Linked DNA regions of Mus musculus: region 1 is linked to region 2. Evidence: chromatin contacts called from public Hi-C data. All regions are on one chromosome and are shown on one strand. Each heading gives the region's core, a stretch centred on a gene start, on an enhancer-like site or on the middle of the called end of the contact. The rest is flanking DNA. Distances are from core to core; before and after follow the strand shown.

Region 1 (5,822 bases), core at 373-2,872, 38 kb before region 2:
AGTAGTGCTGCCTAAGTGGAATTCTCTGACCCAAGTAAGGACATATCCTGGGGTAAATGAGAGCCTTACACCCCAAATCACCCATGCCTGTCCTACAGGTGTGTGTGTGATTAAAGGCTTGAAAAGCTTTAGGGGGCCATTTTAATAAGTGGATCAAGTGAACTTCGACTTTCATCGTTGTACTAATTACACTGGTGGGTGGTGCCATGAAAATAATCTGCAGCACACTTGGACACGAAATCCCTTTAAAAATAAAAGTGCCATCTACACTCAACACTATTTCATACCTTGATATGTGTCTTTAGAAATGACCAATGGTAAATTTCATAGGCTCACCAAGACCTATTTGCTACCCTAAACCAAGACTGGGGGGGGGGGGGAGTAGGACAAAGCACTCACTCCTCCTCCTGTATTCTTGTGTCCTCTTTTAAGTTAAACCAGGGACTAGCTCAGAGAAAAACACTAGTCAGGTCAAGGCACACACACCAAAGCAGAACAGAAACAAACACTTGCACTAGCAGTATGGCTTAGGTTTTGGTTAGGGGGAGGGGAGCTGTTTTAGGTTTTGCCCCACAACACTTGGTCAGAAAGAAACAAGCCGACCCTAACTGCGGAATTTACAGTGCGGAGGCCTCTGAGAACGCCAGACGCTGGGGGAAAAAAAAAAAGAAAAAGAAAAAAAGAGAGAGAGAGGGAAAAAAAAAAGCCCCAAGCTCCTGATTGCTCACTGGTCACGCACGTGAAGCCCAGGCCCCATCCAGCACCAGCGGGCCTGTAGTCTCCTCCTAAAGTTGTCACAAAACCCGAAGATCACCGACGTTCAAAGGCGCACCCCTCCTACATAAACTCCTGCTCCCAGCACCCTTCTCTACGTAAGGGAAATTCCTAAGACGAGGATGTGGGTGAGTGCAGATCTGGAGAACCCCTCCCCAGCCCCAAAGCAACAGGTTTACACCCTCCCCAGGCCGTACTGGGCGGTCCCTCTCCCTCACCTAGCCAGAGGAGCCGCCCTCCGTCGTTGTCACCCCCCCACACACACCCTGGTCCCCGAGACCAGGCCTGGGAGTAGGTATGGGGAGGGGGCTCCCGGACTTCCCTGACAGTTTGCGCCTCGGAAACTGATCACAAACGGGCCAGCCACTATCCCCCGCGCGCCGCCGCGCGTCCACCGTGTTCCGGGAGCGCCGGCCCGCGCCTCGAGGATGAATGAGGCTCCCCTCCCCCACAAGGGGATCCCGCGCGGCCCCCAAGTCCCAGGGCGACGCGGGTCAGCCCAGCCAACCCCCTCTGGAGCCTCAGACAAAGAGATGCTGGGACGAACTGCAGAGCGTCCCTAAACTTGCCTTTCCCTCTCCCCAAAACAAAGGCGCACCCAGGCCTTTCCCGCCCCCCGCGCGCGCGGCCACTTCGGGGAGCGGCCGCCCCAGAGGTATTGTTCGGCGTGCAGGGAGCGCGCCCAACCTGGGGTTGGGGGGGCACACGGGAACTTGCCCCTCCTGAAGCTTCAGGGCCCGCGATTGGGGTCACCACCGCGCCCCTCGGCCCGAGAAGTTTGAGCCCCTGCCCGGCGTGTACTCACCTCGCCGCGAGCCGTGCAACTTGTGGCCGCGCACTCAGCGTACTGGCGGGTCCACCGTCACCAACCCCGGGCCGCGCGGAGGCCGACGAGGGCCAAGCGCCCCGGAGCAGCCGCGCGCTACCCCTGGCCCGCCACCTAGTCCACGAGAAGAGCTAGCGCTGGAAAGTTTCGGTGGCGAATGGCGGCCGGAGGGCGCTGCAGCGGCGGCGGGGCGGGGGCGCTGGCGGCTTGTCGCTCCCGAGCGTCGAGACTGGGGGGGGCTGGGCTGGGAGCGGCGGCGGCGGGAGAGGGCGGGACGGCGGGAGGGACCGACACGGCCAGTGACCTCCGCTGGGAGCGGACGCGAGCAAGCCTACCCAGGCTGGGAGACGTGCCAAGAGGGTCGACAGCGCGCCGCCCTCCCCAGACACCTGGAAGAGGCTCTCTACAGCCCTGCCCTCCCCCACCGCGTGCCCGCCGGCCCCTCCCCGAGCTCCTTGGGGGGGCAGCGTCCCCACGCGGCAGCCCCTCCCCCCAGTAAGGGCTAGGACGCCAGGCCCGCCCTTCCCCGGACCAAGTCCAGACCCAGCCCCCCGGGGGCAGGGAAAAGACTTACATCTCGGCACAGTTCTTCACCCTAAAGCCTCCCCACCCCCACCTCTCCCCGCCCCAAGCCCAAGGTGGAGGAGGGAAGCCTGAGCATTGCCCTCTGGGCCCCAACCAGGCCCCTACCAGGCTCAGAGAGGAATGAGGGGGGAACAGGGCCCCTACACGGATACTCAATCCCACACCCCTCACGCCAAGGTGGCTCGGGAGGAGGGGGGATGGGAACAAGGGCCACCCTGAAGATTTAAAGAGGGAATGGTAACCCAAGCCACTGAAAGTGTTACCCTCCCCCACCTCAAAAGATGAAGCCGCCCAGCTAGCCTAGAAGGTTCTCGTGTAACACCATCTCCAAGCGCATCTTCTTCAAAATTAACGACATAAAGCATCCCCCTCCCCAGTTGCCTTTACGCCCACCGCAAAAATTGAGGACTCGGGCGCAGCCATGACCTTTGCAAAACACCTCTCGGCCAATAGTCAGAAATGCATAGGGGAGACGCTTTAACACAAGACTAAGGCACAAATAAGCTGGGACTATGGAGGACTATGTTAGGGTACTGGGGCCCTCAAATCTGTAAATCCCCACCCCCAGGCCTGAAACCGCAGGCGCTGGCAAAGTGTTTTCTGTTGCCAAGGCTGGTAAGGCCCAGCCCTGGCGCTTCCTCTCTTCCACATCGGTGACGATTTCCCCCCATACTCCCGCCTTTAATTCAATTAAATAAATATTCGGCCCTCCTCCTCAGCACCTTTGGTGTCTGCCTTGCTGAGTATTTTTAAAATCAATTTGCCCCTCCCTTAGGCTTCTAATGAGCTCGGTGCTAAGCGCCCAGTAACACTCCGCAATTTAAACCCTAACCTCACTTGCTCCTTCCTTGAACACTAGGCATTTGTTGCTCTGGTAGTTGGGGGTGGAGGGGAGAACCTGGGGCGAGTTTTTAAGGGGCCGGTTCTCCATCAAAAAGGCGGACCTCAAATTTACCTTGCAAAATATTTCTACGAAACGTCAAATATGTCAAACGACTGTTGGTACACAGTTATTAGAGCGCATCAATAAAAAATCCACACTTACACAGTCTCCATAATTGTGAATCAGCAGTACACAGGCTTATTAGCTATCAGCTGCCATTCAAGCACCCCCACCCCCAAAGGACTTGGTAGGGCTCCCTTGAGCCTGCCCTTCTTAGCTCTTGGGCTCCTGAGCTTGTGCAGACTGATGCTGAGGTATTATGAAGGGTGCAATCGAAAACCTGAGCCTGCTCGTGATGCAACCCTGGCCCAGTTTACACGTGCTTCCCTTCCCCCACTGCATGCTGGTGGTAGCGCTGCGTTTTTTCCGCCTGTAGGGTCACATTGTGGTTGATTGATTCTCCTTTCGCCTTGCTCAGTCATTCAGATTTGGAAAGTAAATAACAAGTTGACATCATTACAGCTTCAGGCTTTACCCGGTCGCCAGCTCTTTGCTACCGCAGACCCTCGAGTAGCTGCGCAGCAAACCCTAACCACCTAGCTTGCTCAGCTCGGCTTGCCCAAATTAGTGCTTGAAAATTCCAAACTGAAGTTGGTTAAAAGCATTCCTGCATGCATCTGTTACTTGATAAGTGATGATCATCTTTAAAGTATGGGAAATTAGTGGGTAAAAAAAAAATCTCTTCTGCCATTAAGGGAGCATAGTGACCAGGTTTTATTATAGGCTTCCCCTGACTAATAGAGTGGGAGTTTAAATTTTCGACCTTGCCAGCGTGATATATTATAGCAATAATCCCAATTCTTGCTTTTGGACAGTCAAGGACTAGGGATTTGGAGAGATAGCTCATCTTCGTTAAGATCACTTGCTACATAGAATTCAGTTTCAATTTCTAGCACCTACAAGCCAGATCATCTCCACTTGTAACTCTGATTCCAAGAGATACTATGCCCTCTTCTGTCCTCCTAGGGCTCCTGCATACATGTGGGACACATAAATTCTCAAAGGTACACATACAATAAATAAATAACCCTTGTTTTGCTTTGTTTTGGAAAAAAAGAAAGTTGGTAGAGGGTATGGGGAAAGTCCCAAAATTTGGAAGGCTGAGGCAGAATGAGACTAGACTACTTAGCAAGACCCTATCCAAAAAATTAAGTCAAGGGCTTGTAGTAAACAGCCATAGGAACCACCAAAACATTGTAAGACCTAAAGACATAAGAACAGTCCCCCCTGACATTTTTTTCCTGAAATGCTACTACATGAATGGAAAATTAGAGTATTCTATTCATCTGCTTTGGCTGTTTGCTATAGGTGCTGGTGTGGAAGAAAGCATGGAAACAAAGGGGAGGAAAGAGAAATAAGGTCCACTGTGTGTATATGTGTGTGTGTGTCTGTCTGTTTCTCTCTGTCTGTGTGTGTGTGTGTGTGTGTGTGTGTGTGTGTGTGTGTTTTCAGTCTTGGTGAGCACTTTTTGCAAAAAGAAATCAACTTCCTGAATTGCTTTCACTTTGTCCGTGTGTTTCTTTGTGCAGCACTGACACTATTTTCTCAACAGTGATGGTTTGAGAATACCAAAAGCATGAAAGGAAAAAGTGAGTTGGATTTCATTAAAATTATGGAAGTCTGTAAAACATACTGCTTACAATGAAAGAGAAGCTGGAAACAGAGAAAACAGGTGTAAAAACCAGGCCTGATAAAGAATTTTTATTATAGATAGATAGATAGATAGATATAGATACAGATCTTTTTTAAAGGTTTGTTTAGTTTTTAAAGTATGTATCCATGTGTCTCTGCACATGAATGTGAAGCCAGAGGAGGCCAGGAGGGTGTTGGATCCCTGGAGCTGGAGTTATAAGCAGTTGTGAACTGTCCATGTGGGTGTTAGAATAAAACCTCTGCAAGAACAGTACTTGATCTTAAGAGCTGCACCATCTTCTCAGCCCCCAAAGAAGCCTTAAGCTTGCTTTGGTAAAAAATAATTACATTAGCAATAGATAGGAAACAAAAACGGGGCTGGGGGATGACCCATCCAGTAAAGGCTTGAACAGCAAAGAACTGATTCCTGAAACCTCTCATCTGTTGTTCACACTCATGCACATACAAATATATGCAAATAAAAAATTTAATGGAGCTCTCTGGCCTAGTGTGGTGGCACACACCTTTAGTTGCAACACTTCAGAGGCAGAGGCAAACAGATTACTGTTTGTGGTTAACCTGTCTACATAATGAGTTCCAGGCCAGCCTGTAATACACAATGAGACCCAATCTAAAAAAATAAGTAAGTGGATAAATAAATAATGCTCTTTACCATTATATCTTGTGACATAACATAACTATTATACAACAGAAAAGAAATAGAAAGAAATACCAAAAATACCTTTTCTGCTGGGCTCCATGCAGGCTAAACAAGTGCTCTACCAGTGAGTGATAAACCCTAACCCCAAATATATTGCAATATTTATGTATGAGTGTATTTGCATGTTTGTGTGTGAGTGCACATGTGTGTGTGTGTTATATGTAAATGAAACACGGGAACAAAATCATAATAGAAAGGGAGTAGCAGGTATCCTTGAAAACCAAGTACTCTCTGTTTGGTGATGGCATGAGATTCTGGGTGAACAGAAAGGGCCAGAGCCTGAGGCACAGCCATGCAAACAAAGAAAGTCAACGTCATAGTACAAACTGCTGAGCAAAGGA
Region 2 (6,547 bases), core at 2,580-5,079:
ACAAAGTTTCTAAATTTAAAATGTTTTTAAGCAGGTGTACTTTCAGTTCAGTACATAGAATAACCTGGTTTAGGTTAATAAGCCATCTTAGGCATGTCCTTTAAGGACAAGCTATAAATTCACAATCACCAGAACACTTGGTGGGGAGTGTTGGGGAAAACAAAAACAGTGAAATTAGGTACAAAGGACATATTTTAAATATCCAACAGCATATTTTTAGACTCATGCTAAAAAACATCAGTCAGCACTGTGGAAAAAATTCATACTCATCCAATATTTATCTAGGAAAATTATTTAATTGTTGTGTGTATAGGAGTGTGTGTGTGTGCATGTGTGTGTGTGTTTGTGTGTGTGTGTGTGTGTGTGTGTGTGTGTGTGTGTATGTTGAATGCACATGACTGTGTGGGTGTGCACATCTGTGCACGTGGAGGCTGGAGTAGGATGCTGGCAATCTTTCTCTACCACTCTTCCTTTATCACTTCCAGGCAGGGTTCCCTCCTTGAAATGGAAATCAGCCATATTAGTTATGTGAGTTTTGGGGATCCATCTGTCTCTGTCTCCCCAGTGCCATGCAGCCAAGTCCAGCTCTTTGTATGGGTGCTGGGGACTCAAGTTCATGTCCTTGTGTTTGTGGAGTAAGTACTCTTAGCCACTGAGCCATCTGGCTGAATCCTACAGGCTATGTTGAAGGAGATTCAAGAGCCTATTAATTTAGCAGTGCTAAATTTTAACAAACGTTTGAAAACATTTCTTCTGAAATACTTAATTGAAGAAAAAACATATTGCTGGGTGGTGGTAATCCATACCTTTTATCCCAGCACTGGGGAGGCAGAGGTGGTGGATCTCTGTTGAGTTTAAGGTCAGCATTGGCTAGATAGTGAGTTCCAGGACAGTTAGGCCTTCACACACACAAAAAAAAACAAACAAACAAAAAACAATCCTAACCCTGTCTCAAAATACGGATGAATATATATATATGTATGTATATATATATATCCATATTCCTGCATTAATTTACTAATTTATTTCCTGACAATTAATTCAACTGTAATCACAGCATCACTCATGGCTCATGTATACATCAGCAACTTCCAGGTGTTCTTTCAACACATATGCACATTCCTGGCCCCACCATCTACCTATACACGTGAGCACTTATGTCAAATGTCTCAGTTTCTAAGCTTGGAATATTTATTTATCTAGTTGTGCCATTTCTTATCTTTAGTACATCCACAAAAAGGCTGTGATCTGTGATCCAGAAAACCCCTTTCTTCTTTTAATAGCCACTCTGCCTGGACTCAGTTGTTACATGAAGAATTTAACATTACAGAACCCCCCCAGAGGTGCATAGAACTTCTTTTTAATGTTTTTCTATTTAAAAAGTCTCAAAAAAAAAAAAAAAGCCGGGTGTGGTGGCACATGCCTTTAATCCCAGCACTCAGGAGGCAGAGGCAGGCGGATTTCTGAGTTCGAGGCCAGCCTGGTCTACAGAGTGAGTACCAGGACAGCTAGGGCTATACAGAGAAACCCTGTCTCGAAAAACCAAAATAAATACATACATACATACATACATACAGTCTCTCCCCACCACCACCACACATGTGTGTATGTGTGTGAGTGTGTGTTTGTGTGCATGTGCACATGCTTCTATGTTTATGTATGTGTACTACATGTGTTCAGGTTCCACTTGAGGCCAGAAGAAGGTATTCATTTGGAACTTGAGTTAGAGGTAGTGTAAATCTCCATGTGGATACTGAAAACTGACTCAGGTCTTCTGCAACAGCATTAAGTGCATTTAACCTCTAAGCCATCTCTCCAGCTCCCAGTGCACAGGAATTTTAGAGGCAAAATTCACCCATTCTCAGGCTGGTCTCTCGCTAGTAAGATGCACACATTCAGGGAATATAAAACGAGGAACATAAAAGCATGGCAATAGTGTAAAACAAAAACAAAACTTGGTTAGGGAATAGGAAGATGGTTCAGTGAGTATGGGCACTTGCTCTGAAATCATGAGAACCTTGGTTCAAATCCCCAGCACTCATGCTAAATAAAAAAGTCAGCTATGCTGATGCCTAAAACACCAGGTTTTGTAGCCAGAGACAGGCAGATCCTGAGATCGTGGTGGACAGCTGGCTTAGTCAAATGGATTGCTTCCAGTTCAGAGAGAAACCTTGTCTCAAGTCAATGAGGGACTTGCCCTGGTCTCTGCATGTGCATGGACTGTATACCCACATGTGTGCCATCCACACACACCATCCACAGCCACACCATGCACATACACATGCACAAAGACACACCCACACACACACACACAAGAAACAGAAAGGAAGGGATAACTTAACATAGAGTCTGAAAAATCAAAGATGATATCACTTTAAATGTATGTGAGTCTGTTGAAAATAGCAAGAAATGGGCTGGCGATAGTTTTGTGATAGGAGGGCAGTTTGCAGGAAGCCCTGTATTGGATCCACCAGACCGAATAACTAGATGTGGTGAGTCCTGTATAAAACCAGCACTCGGGAGGTAAAGGCTTGAAGATTAGGAGTTCAAGGTCATTCTTGGCTATATAGGGGGGTTTGAGGTCAAGCCTGGGTTACATGAAACTCTGTCTCAACAAAATTCCAGGATGACCTATTCACATGTATGTAAAGAATTGTCAGAGTTTCACAATCTGAAGTTTAAAAAAATGTATTTACCAGGTTTCTGTAGTGTTTACAGCATTCCAGAGAGTAGCAAGCCCTTTCCTGGTGGAGTGCAGGCTACAGCTTGCCAGCTTCTGTCAAAACCATCGTGTCATGCAAATTAACATGCTGGAAATTCATGAGCTCATTATCAATCCTGGAAACAAGAAAGCTGAGTCAGGCAGGCAGGAGAAAAGCAAAGCAAAACAATAACAACCCCACAATACAAAAGCCAAAACCAAAAATATGTTCATGGCAGAAAAAAAAAAGTGGGTGAAATTGTAGTAGCAATATTAAGTGAGATTTTCACATTAAACAGTGGTACTGTAGGGTTGGGTGTGTCTTCAGTTTCTTCAGGATATACTCGCCCAGGCTGTAGTTGCTGGTCAGGGTGTAAGCTGGAGAGATCCGAAGAATTCAGAACTTGATAGGCTGGGGGCAGGGAGCACTCATTTACTAAAATGTTTGCTATGTAAACATAAGGGTCTGAGTTCACTTAGGGTCGGTGCTCACTTAGAAAGCTGAATATGGTATTATACACCTGTAACTCCAGAACTGTGGCAGGAAAGAGGCAGGGACAGGTAGAACCCAGGGGCTTGCTGTCTAGGCAGTATCACTGAATTAGGGAGTGCCAGGTTCAGAAAGCACCTGATTCAAAAAAATAAGGTGGAGAGTAACTGAAGAAGACTGATATCTACCTCTGTGTTCACCCACATGTACACACATAGAGAGCACACATACAATTAAAGAGAACAAAAAATACTTAAAGGCTTATTATATACATTTATAAAAACAGAAAACTCAGAACTTGAAAAAGGAGTTATACCCTATAAAATTCCAATTTAAATCTACTATGGAAATTTTCTATGTCCCTTGGCTTGCTTTAACATTTTGTAATTAAATTTGATTTATTTATTTAGTGGGAGATAGGAGGTGTGCATAGTGAGCTTACAAGACAACTTCTCTGCTTTCATCGTGTGTTTTCTGGGGACTGAATGTAGATCATCAGGCATGGAAACAAATGCTGTTACCCACTGAGTCAGCTCACCAACTCACAGAGATAAGAGCACCTCCATAGAGTCTGGGAACTGGACTTTGGAGCCAAGTGCTTGTGTGGTCATCATATTCTGGTCTGCAAACTGTATTGTCAGCAGTGGTGTTCCAAGGATTAAATCAGGTAATATTTGTAGAAGGACTGTAGAGTAGGGTCAGGCTCATGGTAAGTAGTGTTTGACAAATACAGAGCTGGTTAATGATGGACATCTGTTCTAAGAAATACATTACTAGGGTAGCTGAGAGGAAATCACCAAGTGATACAACAAATGGGGTTACTGTGGGACATTTGTGTGGTATGTGATCATAGCTGAGTCACACACTGACAGTGAATACTAGGAATCTATTCTCCTGATCAAACAGACTTAGATTAGATTTCTACTTAATCCTAGTTGCCATTTTTTGGGTCTGGTCTGTAAAGGTATCCTGGAGAGAAAAAGAGGCATGATAGAAGAGCAGAGACAGTTCTCCAGTGACCAATATGCTTGATATCCCAATATGCAAAGGAGAGTAGTCTGCCTGAGACCCATTTGACCAAGGTCTAACACTCTGCTGTCTAGATCTGCAGTCTTCTTTTTGCATGTTAGTTCAATAATGGCCAAAGAGCTACTAGGTTCAGGAATAGCCGGTTGATTGAGAGGGAGTGCTGAAAATTTGAACCCCTCCCCAGGACCCCAAGAACACATTGCATATGTCAGGCTGTGTAGGAACCTAAGGAATGCTGAGATATTAAGGGGAACCAGTGTGGTGGCTTCCTACTTGGAAAGCTGCCAGCTCCTTATCCTTATAGATTTCTTCACTCAAACACTCAGAGTTTAGATTCAGCTACACTTACAGTAAAGGTCCAAGATGCCCAATAAAATGGAGAAGCCCAAGGTCAGGCTTTAAAGGAGGACTGTAACAAGGAAAGCATGGAATGCATGGTTCTCTAAGGATCCTGTATTACCATGGAGTATGAGACCAGAGAATGATACAAAAACACCCTTAAGGCCCATTATTGGGTTACACAGAATACAGAAGACAAAGAGAAGGCTCTAAAATTGCACCTTACTCATGTCAAGTAGCTGTTGAGCACAGGACATGTGGAAAATCTCCATGAGATGTGTTGTGAGAGCTTGGGAGATGGCTCAGTGAATGAGAGATCTTTCTCAAGAAGCTGAGCTTGGGTATCTGAGTTTGAATCCCCAGCACCCACATTAAACAAAACAAAACTGTGTATGCTTGTATGCACCTGTAACCCAAGCTTTATTCAGGGAACAAAGACAGGAAAACCACTGAATCTAGCTCTAGGTTCAGTGAGAGACCCTATCTCAAGGGAATAAGGAGGAGTATGATTGAGCAGGATACCTCATGTCTTCTTCAGGCCTCTGTGAGTTCCTGAATCCTTATGAAAATCCAGATGTGGTAGTGCATGCATGTAATTCCAGTACTTGGGGAGGTGGAGACAGGTATGTGCCTGCAGTCCACAGGCTAGCTAGCCTACTCTAATCAATCTGCTACAGGATCAGTGAGAAACCCTATCTCAAGTAACCAAAAACAAGGTTATTTGAGAAATGACACACAATGGAATCCCTAATGTCAACACACACGTACATTCCATACATACCCACATGGTCAATCTGCATCCCCAGTACACTTATGTGTATACATTTAAAAACATGGCACCATTGCAAACTTAAGTCTCAGGTAGGGAGTTAATGGCAACATTGGTGGGGGTGGGGGTGGGAGTGGGGTGCCTTGCTGAGTCATTTTTGCTGTTTTCCAGCCCTGGCCTAGATCCAACTGTTTGCTTTTCTTGGAGCCCCTCAACTTATATCCTCCTGTTCACAAGTTCTTCTCCTGCTATAAGGTCCCTGCAGATGACTTTAGACACACACAGAAGGTACGATACTAATGAATACTTAAGAAAGTATTTCTTTTTTTTTTTTTTTTTAAGTTTGTAAGATATTTTATTATAGTCATGAAAAGTGTAACTTATACAGTTATCAATTTCAAAGTGTTAATGACTATATCAGGGTGATACTACTTCAATCCAACCATGATTATCAACCAAAGATTTGTGTTTTTTTTTTCCATTTTTTATTAGGTATTTAACTCATTTACATTTCCAATGCTATACCAAAAGTCCCCCATATCCACCCACCCCCACTCCCCTGCCCACCCACTCCCCCTTTTTGGCCCTGGTATTCCCCTGTACTGGGGCATATAAAGTTTGCAAGTCCAATGGGCCTCTCTTTCCAGTGATGGACGACTAGGCCATCTTTTGATATATATGCAGCTAGAGTCAAGAGCTCCGGGGTACTGGTTAGCTCATAATGTTGTTCCACCTATAGGGTTGCAGATCCCTTTAGCTCCTTGGCTACTTTCTCTAGCTCCTCCATTGGGAGCCCTATGATCCATCCATTAGCTGACTGTGAGCATCCACTTCTGTGTTTGCTGGGCCCCGGCATAGTCTCACAAGAGACAGCTACATCTGCGTCCTAAGAAAGTATTTCTTTTGTTGTTGTTAAAAATATCTTTAAAATTATTTTTATTTGTGTGTCTGTGTGCTTACAGTTGTCCTTGGAGTGCAGAAGAAGACTTTGGATCTCTTGGAGTTGGAGGTAGAGGTGGATGTGAGCCACTGATGTGGGTACTTGGAACAAAACGATCTCCTCTGCAAGAGCAGTATGTGCTCATAACTGCTGAGCCACCTTTCAAGCCCCAGGGTATTGCTTCTTTCCTCCTCCTCCCCTTCCTCCTCATTCCCCTCCTCCCACTCCTTTTTTTTTTTTGAGACAGTGTCTCACTATATGTAGTTCTGGCTGGCTTGG

Evidence for each region. Hi-C and Micro-C count contacts between places; a contact is called where the count stands out from the background.
Region 1: a contact with region 2 is called in a Hi-C map of pancreatic cancer cells, with 2.9 times the contacts expected there. The contact joins the promoter of Tbl1x here to the enhancer-like site in region 2. A contact is called at or near these places in 7 of 484 Hi-C or Micro-C datasets (the AML12 cell line, CD4 T cells, Th1 cells and 3 more), 3 of 115 datasets of contacts at active chromatin or transcription factors (embryonic fibroblasts and embryonic stem cells) and 2 of 9 other capture datasets (adipose tissue and pancreatic islet).

What each region holds. Positions count from the first base shown.
Region 1 is chrX:77,507,027-77,512,848 of GRCm38.p6, reverse strand. It overlaps Tbl1x (transducin (beta)-like 1 X-linked), which reads right to left and starts at 1,622. Exons shown (of 16, transcript NM_020601.2): 1 at 1,580-1,622.
Region 2 is chrX:77,470,988-77,477,534 of GRCm38.p6, reverse strand. No RefSeq gene overlaps it. Among named protein-coding and RNA genes, the nearest start is that of Tbl1x, 37 kb to the left of the region's middle. Within about 2 kb of position 3,829, at least 8 of the 459 cell types and tissues checked have an H3K27ac peak or open chromatin away from gene starts, as enhancers often do. A contact at or near this core is called in pancreatic cancer cells, where this site is marked.